Linked DNA regions of Callithrix jacchus: regions 2 and 3 are each linked to region 1. A link is a contact called in public Hi-C data. All regions are on one chromosome and are shown on one strand. Each heading gives the region's core, a stretch centred on a gene start, on an enhancer-like site or on the middle of the called end of the contact. The rest is flanking DNA. Distances are from core to core; before and after follow the strand shown.

Region 1 (4,356 bases), core at 1,012-3,511:
CTCAGAGACACCAACATTATTAATCCTTTGTTTTATCTCATGATATATCTAAAATAATCTCAGAATAACATCACCAACACTATCACCATAATATGACTATTTTAAAATATTCTGCATTTTTTTGGCATTATAGTACATCCAACTTGTGCTGTCGTAATCAAATTCTTATGTTTTACAGTCACCTGAATGGTTTGGTTAAAAGCATTTTACATTTCTGTAATGAAACTGCTTGTGATATGGCCTCTAATGGTTGAGAGAAAAAAATGTTTTTGTCATATATATATACCTGAGAATAGTGCTATGTGGGCCTCTAGACTCTTTCTGTATTAAAATAGAGCCAACTGGTAAAGATGCCTTAGTGACTGTGACAGTTGATACTGAGTGTCAACTTGATGGGATTGGAGGATACACAGTATTGATTCTGAGTGTGTCCATGAGGGCGTTGCCAAGAGATTAACATTTGAGTCAGTGGGTAGGAAAGGCAGATACACCCTTAATCTGGGTGAGCACAATATAAGATGCTGCCAGCGCAGCTAGAATAAAAAGCAGGCAGAAAAATGAAAGGAGAGACTGGCCTGGCCTCCCAGCCTACATCTTGCTCCCGTGCTGTCCACTTCTTGCCCTCTAACATCAGACTCCATGTCTTTCTGTTTTGAGACTGAGACTGGCTCTCCTTGCTCCTCAAGCTTGCAGACAGCCTACTGGGGACCTCGAGATCATGTAAATTAATACTTAATAAACTCCCCTTTATATATGTCTATATCTATCTAGATATAGATAGATATAGACATCTATAGCAAACTATCTAGATAGATAGATGATTGATTGATTGATAGATAGATAGATAGATAGATAGATTAGATAGATGATAGAGATACAGAGATGGAGATAGAGATAGAGAGAGATCCTATTAGTTCTGTCCCTCGACTGAACCCTAATACAGTGACACTATTTGGAATTGGTCCTTTTTACATTCCATTTGGCAAGTACTAAAAGATTGATGATCTCAGATATGCCTATGGCTGCAAAAACATGACATGGCCAAATCCCTTGGTTGCAATATCTTTTTTTTTTTTTTTTGCTTATTTTTTTTTTAAGGCAGGAGGCCTCACTCTGTTGCCCAGGCTGGAATGCAGTGGTGCTACCATAGCTCACTGCAGCCTCAAACTCTTGGGCTCAAGCGACTCTCCTGCCTCAGCCTCCCAAAGTGTTGGGATTTTGCAGTATTTTAAAGTCACAAGATTATGTTATTCCACAAAAGTATGTTTCAGAGACTAGGCATGGTGGTTTACACGTGTAATCCCATCACTCTGGGAGGCCAAGACGGAAGGATTGATTGAGGCCAGGAGTTCAAGACCAGGCTGGTCAACATAGTGAGACAGACAGACACCATAGAAAGAGAGGAAGGAAGGAAAGAAGGAAGGGAGGAAGGGAGGGATAGAAGGAGGGAGGGAGGGAAACAGAAAGAAAATCTTTTTGAATCTTTTTCTGTTTCTCCAACTCTTTCTCCCCTTCTAAAAATTCTCTTTCCATTTTTTCTTCACCTCTTTGCCTTTGTTAGCCTTCTCTCCTAGCAACTCAGGAGCTTTTATTTCTGTGTGTATTGATGAGGGAGAGGGAAGAGGAATTGCTGTACAAACGGAAGTAATGAAAATGGAGTAGGTAGGAGGATAGACAGCTGCAACGATCTGAGCTAGATAGACTGAACAAGCCCTCATCCTAAGCAACTCACAGCTCCGATTTCTTCTCTGGACAGCTGGTTCTTTTTGTCCTCCTGAAATACTCTGCAAAGAAAGGGGAGAGGCTGTGAACTACCTCTGCTATGGATCTTATTTAAAGTCAGCTACCTCCTAGATACTATCTGTAGAAACTAAATGTAATATTCATCATATCAGGGATGAAGATGGTAAATGAAAGGTATCCATTTGCCCACTGTAATTTTTAAAGGCCAGGAGCTCATCATTATTGAGAATGCTGGAGGGCGGCCTGGAGTAGGCAGTGACTAGAGTCACACAAGCTGGAACCAGATATCCAACTTGTCTGTCATATTTTTCTCTTCCCTCCCCAGCTTGGCACCCAATACTCCATATTCCTTCTAATTCTCCTACCCTCCCCGCTCCCACACCCTACCCCCACCGACGTTCCTGGAATTTTGGACTTAGCTATTTTTAAAACCGGCAACTCAGTAGCCACCTCCCACCCTGCTCAGCTGTCCAGCACTCTGGCCAGCCATATAGTCCCCCTTCCCCCAACACCAAACCTTCTCTGGCTCCCTGACCTCAGTGAGACAGCAGCCGGCCTGGGGGACCTGGGGGAGACATGGAGAAAGAGACAGAGGATCCCCTGGCTGGAGCTGACCCACAGAGTAGGCAATCACGGCTGGAGAACTGGATAGCAGAGTAATGTTTGACCTCTAGAAACAGTAAGTCAAAATGAAATTGCAATTCCTTTAATAAGCTTTTATAGTGAAGTTAGACTGTTATAAAATTACAAACACCTACTCGGATGTCTCCTGTCCAAATGCTGGGATCTCTTCCTACCAAGGTGCCCAATCACCATTTCTCCTTCTGTCTCATTTCTTTCTGGCCTCTGGCCTCTAGCCATTTGAAGTGTAATTCTCTGTCTCTCCTCCGGCAGTCTTAGCCCTCTCTTTTGCTTATTACCTGAAGACTTCTGATGAAGTTTTAGGAGTTCCCCACACCCTCGATCCTGTAGTTTTCTTACCAGGGCCAAGAATGACCTCGGATGATGAGTCACTGACACACTTCTATCCTGTCCCCACTTAGCAATGCCCTTTGCATTGAGATTCCAAGGGTGGGGGCTGCTCCTTGTAAATGATTTCTCCCCACACTCTAGTCCCTCCATTCTATTCTCCCTCTTGCAGGACTCTCCCCTGAATCATATCCTAATGCACAGGACGGGGGAGTTAGGCAGGAGGGATTTAGCTCCTCCCTAACCCCTGTTCTCATGAAAAGACCCAGAACTTCAGAAGTTGAAAAGGAGAGATTAATAGAGAGGTTCTTCAGTGAAATTTGGGAAAATACAAGAACGGTTGACTTAGAAAAAACAAATATTAATTTGCATGTTTGCTTTGCATCCCATTATTCCATGAGGGGGGGATTAAAATTCCTGTGCTCTAGAGCTGATGAAAGAGATTGGTTCCTTTTCATTTGAATATTGACATTCTGGAGGGAATGGGTATGCCACCCTCACTCCTTCTTGTGTCCTTCTGACACAAAGAAGAAAAAGAAATGTATGGCTCCTGGAAGGCATCTCCTCCTAACGGAGAAGGACAAATAAGAAGTATATTTCTGAAGTATTTTCAGGTCCTGATTCGATTAGCGTACCCACTGGGATTACTGGCGTCCTATCTATCCCCATGATTCCTCCGTCTTTGACATAGCTGCTGTTTGGTATCTCAGGATGGAGCAACACAGTGGACTCTGCCCCCCTGAGTTCACCCAACCTTCCCTCCACCCCCGCCTGAGGCTGTTGCACAAGGGCCCTAAAAGTGGCCACAGGAACAGGGCAAAGAGGCTTAGCTGCCACACTTACAGTGTGAGGAGCCCCAATCTCCCAAATTCCAGTCTGCTCATCCTTTCTTTATCTCCCCAGATTCACCTCACATTGTCCTGACCAATCTTCAACTCTTCTCTCTCTCCATGTCCAGCCAAATTTCTTTTTTCAGTCACTTACAGGACTTCCGGTCAAAATTCACTAGGTAGGAGGGTCATCAGCTGGGAAGAACCGGGCGCCCGGGGAACCTGGCTGGATAGTTATGGGGGAGCCAGGCCAGTCCCCTAGTGCCGGGTCCCCACATGGCAGTCCCCCAGCTCTAAGCACTCTCACTCTCCTGCTGCTCCTCTGTGGACACGGTAAGGAAGGGCCAGGGAAGGGTTTGGGGAAATCTAGAGGGTAGGCTGCTATGTAGGGGTGGGCATGTGAGCATGAGTGAGTGAGGAGACGCGGGCGCTGAGAGTCCGATCACTCACCCTGCTCTCAAATAGGTATATTTTATGTCCCATTCAGTTTGGGGAAGGGCACTGGGGAAGCCCTTGGTCGACAGGCAGAAGAGATTCCCTTTTATTCCTACACATTTTTAGTAAGACAGCCGAGAGAACTAGGGATTTGGGGTTTGGGGGCTGGGGAAGGCCCTTAGTTGGGTTTTAGGAAGGCTGGAATTCCCTGATGAGATTTGGAAGAGTTATGATAGAGCAGAGGTCTGAGGACGGTCTCACAATCCTCTCCCTTCTGTCTTTAGCTCACTCTCAATGCAAGATCCTCCGCTGCAATGCTGAGTATGTATCGTCCACTCTGAGCCTTAGAGGTGGGGGTGCATCAGGAGGAGGAGGAGGA
Region 2 (4,356 bases), core at 618-3,117, 180 kb after region 1:
GGGCAAGGGGAAAGGTACTTCATTATCTCTGACCACCGCCCGCCCAGCTGCCAATCACTGTCAGAACCAGGTTGCTTGGGCTCCTCTGAGCCCTGTTTCCTTCCCTCATTGCCAGCCCTACCTGCAGCTGCTGCTCTGACTCCTGGGAGATCACGAGTAGATACAGAACAATGTGATGGTATTTGGGTAAACCCCAGCTCAGCCTAGGAGGGTAGGCAGACTAGGAAAAGAAAACAGCAAAAGTGAGAACTTTCTGTCACTTTTTTTTTTTTTTTTTTGAGATGGAGTTTCGCTCTTGTTGCCCAGGCTGGAGTGCAATGGCGCAATCTCAGCTCACTGCAACCTCCACCTCCTGGGTTCAAGCTATTCTTCAGCCTCAGCCTCCCAAGTAGCTTGGATTACAGGCATGCACCATCATGCCTGGCTAATTTTTGTATTTTTAGTAGAGATGGGGTTTTGACATGTTGGCCAGACTGGTCTCGAACTTCTGACCTCAGGTGATCTGCCCAACTAGGTCTCCCAAAGTGCTGGGACTACAGGTGTGAGCCACCATGCCCAGCACTGTCTGTCACGTTTTGAGACTTTGCTAATACAGCTTTAGGGTGAAACAAAATGATGGCTAAAAGCTGAAGGCATGGATGGTACAGATGACACAGCAGGGACACGGTTGATGGTTATGCATTTGGGGACTCCAACCCACTTATGTGCCATTGTTTCCTTTGTAGCCAAGGCAGGTAGAGGCTGATCAATGGACTTTGGTGGGTAGCTGTTGGGGTCTCTTGGTTAACTATGAAGGGGCTTCTCCCAGCTCCTTGTCTCACCTCCCATAACCCCAAAGGGACCCAAGAGAACTGGCCCTGGGGCAGATGTAGTCCACTCTCCTCCCAAAGTTCTCGAAGGCCTCCATCCAGCAGCTGGGAGTCAGAGAGAACACATCAGAGTGGTTAGTGCCTGACTCTTCCGGGTCCTTTTGCTTGCCCCTCGCTCAGCCCACACCCAAGGTGGTCCCAGGCATTGGTCTTTTGGCTCAGGTCGGATCAGCTGGCTGGTTACCTCTTCCTCAGGTTCCACCTGCCCACCTGCAACAACAGTGAGACCAATAGGTAAAAATGGTGGCGGTCTTGACCAGGGACCCCACTGCTTACACTCCTCTCCCCTCCAGTGGACGCAGATGGAGTTGCAGTCACTGTGACTATGAACATGCCACATTTTGGGGCCCACTTCATCCTTGAGGCTGGGTAAAGCATTGTGGGGAAAAAGGGCAAGTTTCTTTCTTGTACGTGGGGCCTTGGCCTCAGAATACTCACCGGGGGGTACCCAGAGGTTGGGGGAAACGCTGAGGGTGCGTGCCCTTCTGGTCAGCAAGACAGTCTGGTCACTGGATTGCAGAATGACGGCCACACCCAGGTCTACACCTCGATCCGTGGGCAGCTTGGCCCCAGGGTCCCTGAGCTGCTGGTCCAGGACCGCAAAAGGGCAGAAAGGGGGTCGCTGGTGGAAGGAAACCAGCTGGGTTAAGGCTTCAGAAGTGGGGTTGGGAGTGGGCGTGCGTGACTTTCAAAAAGGGGGCTACACCACGCATTGGGGGTGTCCCACCCGATTTCAGTCCCCATTCTCGGCCCTTCATGCCCCCTCCTGAGCCCCCCCCTTCTGCCGACCTGGAGCGGAAGCCTAGCGGAGGCGCCCGGGAAGGGCCTGCTCGAGAGGACGAGCCGTCCTCGCTTCAAGCTGCAGTGAATGGGCCACGGCCCGAGCCCTGGCCTGGCTCCCAGGAGGCCACACACACTCCGTGCGAAGCTCGCCGACTCCGGACGCCCGGACAGGAGCAAATGCACCCGCGCCGCGGCCATAACGCGACTCCGGGGTCGCGGCGGCCCGCCTGGCGCCCTCTGGTGGCCCAGCGACGCTTCCCCTCCGAGCGTTTCGCGGAGTCGGAAGGAAGCGGGGTTTCCGAAAGTCCCCGGGAAATAGAGTCCCCAGGAAATACAGGCACAACTTTTGGGGATGACCCATGGGTATAATGTTAAACCACAGAGTACCTCTAAATGCTCAGCTGTTTCCTTCCTATCTTCTGTTCAGGACAATGACCCCCAGACCGAATGACTTCGGGACTGTCGTTACTTCCACCAGCCCTCAGCTGAACTGTAAGCACCCTCCGCAGCACTATGCACACCTGTTACAGCAGGCATCACCTCGAATGAATTATCTCCAAGAGAAACACGCCAAATAACATTCTTGATGCCACCTCTCCTTTCATTTCACTCAAATGGCAACCAAGTGCGCACGTTATCTCCTCCAACTCCCTCAAACCTATGTTCTCTCCAGCCTTCATTCATTGCCCTGGCTTAAGCCTTCCTCATATTTTGCCTGAAATATTGTTGCAAGTCTCCAAATAGTCCTCCCCCTACCAGTTCATTCTCTGCAGTGCTGCCAGAGTGATATTTTGTCTCGTTTTGAGGTAAAGTCTCGCTCTGTCATCCAGGCTGGAGTGCATGGGCGTGATCCCGGCTCACTGCAACGTTCACCTCCGGGTTGAAGCGATTCTTGTGCTTTAGACTTCCAGGTAGCTGAGATTACAGGCGTGCACCACCAGGCCCGGCTAATTTTTTTGTGTTTTTAGTAGAGGCAGGGTTTTGCCATGTTGGCCAGGCTGGTCTCGAATTTCTGACCTCAGGTGATCCACCCACTTTGTCCTCCCAAAGTACTAGGATTCCAGGCATGAACCACCGCACCTGACCACAGTCATGTTTCTAAAACACTGAACTGATTATATTGCTTCCCACTGCTTTTAGGACAAACTGTTTAGCACAGTGTGGCCAGAACCCACCAGTTCCTTGTCCCTTCCTATCTCTAGCCTCAATTCTGACAGACCCATCCATGACCTACTTTCTAATGCCCTGTATGTAGTTTCCCCAAGAAACAGACTGCTCTGGGATTCTTTCCTCATTTCCCTGGAAAGTCCTAATTAAAAAAAAATGGTATTTTTAAATTAATACATAACAGATGTACATGTGAGAATTTGATACATTCCTATAATCAAACCAGGATAATTCAGATATCACCTTAAATCTTTATGCTACGGACATTCAATTTTTTTGTTTTATTTATTTTTGAGACTGAATTTCGCTCGTTGCCCAGGCTGGAGTACAGTGGCGTGATCTTAGCTCACTGCAACCTCTGCCTTCCAGGTTCAAGCAATTTTCCCGCTTAAGCCTCCCAAGTAGCTGGGATTACAGGTGCCAACCATCATGCCTGGCTAACTTTTTGTATTTTTAGTAGAGATGGGCTTTCGTCATGTTGGCCAGACTGGTCTTGAATTCCTGACCTCACTCAGGTAATCCTCCTGCCTTGGCCTCCTAAAGTGTTGGGATTACAGGCTTGAGCCACCACGCCTGGCCTAAAGTTTTATTTTTATTTTTCAGATAAAGTCTTGCTCTGTTGCCCAGATTGGAGTGCAGTGGCATGATCTCGGCTCACTGCAACTTCTGACTCCTGGGTTCAAGCAATTCTCCTGCCTCAGCCTCCCAAGTAGCTGGGACTATAGGCGAGCACCACCACGCCCAGCTAATTTTTGTATTTTTAGTAGAGACGGGGTTTCACCATGTTTGTCAGGCTTGTCTTGAACTCCTGACCTTGTGATCCACCCACCTTGGCCTCCCAAAGTGTTGCGAGTACAGGCGTGAGCCACTACACCTGGCCTATTTTTAATTACATATATCTTAGAGACAGAGTCTTGCTCTGTGGTCCAGACTGAAGTGCAGTGGTGTGGTGATAGATCACTGCAGCCTCAAACTCCTAGGCTCAAGAGATGCTCCTGCCTCAGCCTCCTGAGTAGCTAGAATTACAGGCGTGCCCTACTGCACCAGCTAATTTTTAAATTTTTTGTAAAGATTAAATCTCGCTATGTTGCCCATGCTGTTCCTGAACTCCTGGCTCCAACTAATCTTCCCACCTTGGCCTCCCAACATGTTGGGATTGTCAGATTGACCCACTGTCCAAATTATTCTCTTCTAGTTATTTTGAAATGTACAGGAAATTAATAACGATGCCACTCTGCTGCTCTATCCAATTATCAGATCTTATCTCTTCCAACTGTGTATTTGTGCCCATTATTCACCTCTCTTCATTCTCCCCATCCTTCCTAGCCTCTAGTAACTACCAATCTACTATTTTCTTTTTCCTTTGTTTTTTTTTTTTTTTTTTTTGAGACAGAGTGTCACTCTGTAGCTCAGGCTGGGTACAGTGGCGTGATCTTGGCTCACTGCAACCTCTGCCTCCTGCCTTAGCCTCGTCAGTAGCCGGGATTATAGACATGTGCCACCATGCCCAGCTAATTTTTTTCTTTTTGGTATTTTT
Region 3 (4,356 bases), core at 524-3,023, 140 kb after region 1:
GGGAAAGCAGAGGCTGCAGTGAGCCGAGATCGCGCCGCTGCAGTGAGCCGAGATCGCGCCACTGCACTTAAGTCGAGGTGACAGAGTAAGACTCTATTTCAGAAAATAAAATAAAAACACAAAGAAACAGCTTGAGAGGCTTTTTGTGTGAAAGTAATGAGATGAGACTGAAAACGAGTGGATGGAGTGGATGAATCCTGAAGAGCCTTGTAAATCGCTTAAGAGCTTTGGGCTTTATCCTGTGGGTTTTCATATGAATTTTAGTGGGCTCTCTCCAGCAGAGAGAGGAGAAAAGAGAGACAGGAAAACCGGTTGGCTGCGACTTCAAGAATTATCAAGAGCCTGAAGTTCAAGGGCAGTGGAAACAGTGAAGACAGTTTTTCGTTTGGTTATTTTTTGTTTCTATACGGAGGCGGCAGGGGTGGTTTAAAATTAAAAATGCTCTCCTCTTTGCTCTCCGCTCTTTTCGAATTCAGAAGTGCTGTAATCCCAGCACTTTGGGAGGCGGAGGCGGGTGGATCACGAAGTCAAGAGATCGAGACCATCCGGGCCAGTATGGTGAAACCTCGTCTCTACTAAAGATACAACACAAAAAATTAGCTGGGTGTGGTGGTGCGCACCTGTAGTCCCAGCTACTCGGGAGGCTGAGGCAGCAGAATCTCTTGAACCCGGGAGGCAGAGGTTGCAGTGAGCTGAGATCGCGCCACTGCACTCCAGCCTGGCAGCAGAGAGAGACTCCATCTATAAAAAAAAAAAAAAAAAATTAGCCTAGGTCAGGGACAGTGATGCCTCATGCCTATAATCTCAGCGCTTCGGAGGCTAAGGTGAAGAGAATCCCTCGAGGTCTGGAGTTCAGGATCAGACTGGGCACATAGCGAGACTCCAGCTCTTAAAAAAAAAAATTAGCCAGGCGTGGTGGCGCATGCCTGTAGTCCCAGCTACTCGGGAGGCTGGGATGAGAGGATCCTTTGAGCCCACGAGTTGGAGGTTATGTGAGCTGTGATAGCGCCACGCACTCCAGCCTGGCCGACAGAGCGACAGAGTGAGACTCTGTCTCAGAAAAAAAGAAAGAAAAAAGAAAATTGAGCCTGATCCTCTTTCCTTAGGTTTTGTCCCCCAGGTTATACCGTGGGCGGTGCGTTACCCCTGCTCAGTTCTCGGCCTGGCACTGCAATCTCCCGTTTCCGAGCTGCTCTCTTCAAATACTCTTTTGTGCTTGGGTTTCTGGCCGGGGAATAGAGGCGGGGCGGGCGGTGGGAGTTGGCGGGCGGGCAGAGGAAACTTCGCCAGTGACTAAAAGCGAGTGCGACTGTCCGTGACACCGAAGCCCACGGTAGAGGCCGGGACACGCCCACCTCCAGCGGCAGAGCTCCGAGGGGCGGGGCTGGGCGGGGCTTTGGGTGGAGGCCCCTCCTGGAACCGCGGGTGAGCGGGGAAGGGCGGGGCTTGGAGCGGAGGCCCCGCCTGGAACCGCGGGTGGGCGGGGCCGGGCCTGTGAGAATCTCAGCCGGAGCCCATCCCGCTCCTTTGCGGACTGAGCAGGTCGGATCCCAGGGCGGGTTCAGATTTGGAGGACGAGGTTTGAGGCCAAGCCCCTGTCGCAGCCTGAGACTGCGGGCTTTTTGCCTCTGCAGGGGCGGGGTAGGGCGGAGACAGGGGCGGACTTGAGCCCCGCTCTCGAGTTCTCGCCTCTGATTGAGCGGGCGGGTTTTGAGGCGGATCTTGGGGCGGGGCCCGCTCCGCTTTTTGACAGCTGTCTCTTGCATAGCTGCAGCAAACTCTGTGGGTTCGGGACCTGTGCCCTGGCTGTCCGCGCGTCCGCGTCCCCCGTGGCCCCGACCCCGGCCATGAAGCGTATCTTCTCCTGCTCCAGCTCACAGGTGGCGGTAGGTGCCAAAATGTGTGGGAGGACGGAGCTGGGGTCCGAGCTCCGGGGTGACAGAAGTGCTGAGTTCCATCTCAATGCATCATCGCCTTTCTTTTTATCAGGATTTCTAGCTCTTCTGCTCTCACAAGGAAGCCCGCCAGCTTTGCCTTCCTCAAGACCCTGTCCTGCAGCTTCTGACTCGCCTTCTTCACCTCTGCCCTCCCCAGGGTCCTTTCCCCGGCCCCTTTGTCCTCCTAGCATCTACACTCCCAGTTTCTGGTACGTTTTCTGCAGCCCTTTCCCCTTCCCATGGCCCTGCCCCTACTTCTGCTCTGTCTCCCAATACCAAACCACCCCCAAACAACTTCCCTGGCCCCTGCCTGGCCCCAGACAGGCCCCATTCGACACCACCAGCTCATGCCCGAGAGCCCCATTTTTCAGCCCTACCCTGTCCCCACAATCTTGCCCTCCCACATAGTTCTGTCCTTACAGTTTCCTATTAGTTCAACAATCATTCCCAGCCCTGTGCCTTCTGCTAACCCTTTTTCACAATCTCCTCTGTCATTTTCTCCCGCCCGCCCCATGCCACATTCACTGCCATCTTTCACGAGCACTACTGTTCCTCACACAGCACTCCAAACCTTTTTCCAGTTGATGCTCCCACAACAGCAACCTTCTGTTCTCCCCTTCAACCTCTGCCCTACTCTGCCCGGTGGTCGCTAATCCCACTTTTCCTCTCTTTGCCTGGACTTCCTCCTGCCTGCTTGTTGTGAGTTAATATTGCAGTCTGACCAGCCTCACAGGCACTGCCAGAGGATGCACAGTTGCCTGGCTGCTCCCCAAGGGACTGGGTGAGTTGGCTGCAGAATCCACCCCAGCCAGTTCACTACAGTGTCTGATCATCAGACTGGTTCTTGGGCCAGTCAAGACCCTAATGCCTGCCTTTCCCCGGATTATTCATTTCTTGAACCCTCGCCCAGTTGTTTAGGGATTATACTCTCCATTTCCTTTGGTTGAGTTGGGGGAAAGTGATGATGAGAGAAGAGGATAGAGCAGACTCTGAGTGTTCCCAGCAGAAGTCACTCTATTCTCACAGGAAAAACACACACACACACACACACACACACACACAAAGATTATAGAGGCTGGGAGCGGTGGCTCACGCTTATAATCCCAGCACTTTGGGAGGCCGAGGTGGGCGGATCACCTGAGGTCAGGAGTTCGAGAACAGCCTGGCCAACATGCAGAAACCCCATCTCTTTTAAAAAAAAAAAAAGAGAGAGAGAGAGAGATAGAAGGTGGTGGCTTAGGGAAGGTATTGCTTCCTCTTCTCTAAAGATCTCTTACATAGAGCACCCCCTTACCTGAAAATGGAATTTTCTGTCGAGGTTGGGGTTATGGCTAATTTAGAAGCAAACGAGCCAGCTACTTGTAGCAATATTGCTTTGCTAACTCGACTTAGTAGTATCGTTTATAAGCAAATATGAGAAATGTTCAATTAGCTCATTCTGCATGGGCAGGTCACAGAATTCTGGAAGCAAGCTATGAGGCAAGAGGAGGAACTCTGTTGAGACCTGTCCTTGTCCCACTGACATTTGCATCTCCACTTAGTTTCTACACATTGATCAACCAGTCAAAAGCTATTTACTATTACATGCACCTGAAACTGAGGCTGCCCAGACTCAGTCTTAACTCATAATGATTTCTTAGAAATTCATATGGACTCTCCCTTAGGTACTGAAAGGATTCAGTGTTGCCCTTCCCTTATAGATTTGTGGAGTCTGCCTGCTCCTTAGGAATGGGGAAACTATTTCATTCTTTCTGATCCTCCAATCCTTGGGCAGTACCTCCTGTCCGAGGTGCTGGAGTGAGCCATGGGCTGGCTCTTAGAATTTGGAACCACCCTTCTGTCCTCCTTGACTCCGGCTGCATAGAGATTTGAACATAAAGAATAACCACCCATTCTAAACTCTTAGGATAACAAGATCTTTACTATAATGGGATTACGGGAAGTTGGATGGGTTTAGAATTATCTTTTTTTTTTTTTTAATAAAGATGGGGTTTCACCGTGTTGGTCAGGCTGGTCTTGAACTCCCAACCTCAGGTGATCCGCCCACCTTGGCCTCCAAAGTGCTTGGATTACAGGCATGAGCCACCACGCCAGGCCTAGAATTATCTAGCTGGAAAGAAAACTGTTTCTTCAGAGAGACTGGGGTCATAGAAAACTTGCAAATATGCCAATTTCAGCTGCAAACTGGTTCCCCACGAAACTTCCCCCCATTTCTCACGCTAAATTCCTCCACTTCCTTGGGTGGCTAACTACCCTGGACCCACTTCCCAGAATAGTGTGGCAGTCTTTCTGGCCACTCCAAAAGCCTGGCTTCCCGGTCACACTGGAAGATTGCCTCTACACATCTCCATTCACACACCTGGGTCCAGGGCAGAGCCCTGCACCCTCGGTCTAAAGTAAGGACTCAAAAAGCAGTGAT

The links. Hi-C and Micro-C count contacts between places; a contact is called where the count stands out from the background.
Region 2: a contact with region 1 is called in a Hi-C map of skeletal muscle, with 5 times the contacts expected there. The contact joins the promoter of NUDT17 here to the promoter of HJV in region 1. A contact is called at or near these places in 2 of 3 Hi-C or Micro-C datasets (both in skeletal muscle).
Region 3: a contact with region 1 is called in a Hi-C map of skeletal muscle, with 7 times the contacts expected there. The contact joins the promoter of ANKRD35 here to the promoter of HJV in region 1. A contact is called at or near these places in 2 of 3 Hi-C or Micro-C datasets (both in skeletal muscle).

The regions. Positions count from the first base shown.
Region 1 is chr18:8,458,672-8,463,027 of calJac240_pri, reverse strand. It overlaps HJV (hemojuvelin BMP co-receptor), which reads left to right and starts at 2,261. Exons shown (of 2, transcript XM_078355470.1): 1 at 2,261-2,422. All of the region lies in intron 1 of LOC103788947 (a long non-coding RNA gene), which reads right to left.
Region 2 is chr18:8,276,973-8,281,328 of calJac240_pri, reverse strand. NUDT17 (nudix hydrolase 17) reads right to left here and starts at 1,867. Exons shown (of 7, transcript XM_035279460.3): 1 at 1,659-1,867; 2 at 1,308-1,491; 3 at 1,054-1,079; 4 at 822-914; 5 at 122-220. The coding sequence starts at 1,850. PIAS3 (protein inhibitor of activated STAT 3) reads left to right here. Exons shown (of 15, transcript XM_078355440.1): 15 at 2,080-4,356. It overlaps LOC144580182 (a long non-coding RNA gene), which reads right to left and starts at 2,516. Exons shown (of 2, transcript XR_013529303.1): 1 at 2,409-2,516; 2 at 1,997-2,173.
Region 3 is chr18:8,322,536-8,326,891 of calJac240_pri, reverse strand. ANKRD35 (ankyrin repeat domain 35) reads left to right here and starts at 1,773. Exons shown (of 15, transcript XM_078355461.1): 1 at 1,773-1,886; 2 at 1,990-2,146. It overlaps LOC128930108 (a long non-coding RNA gene), which reads right to left and starts at 742. Exons shown (of 3, transcript XR_008477740.2): 1 at 621-742.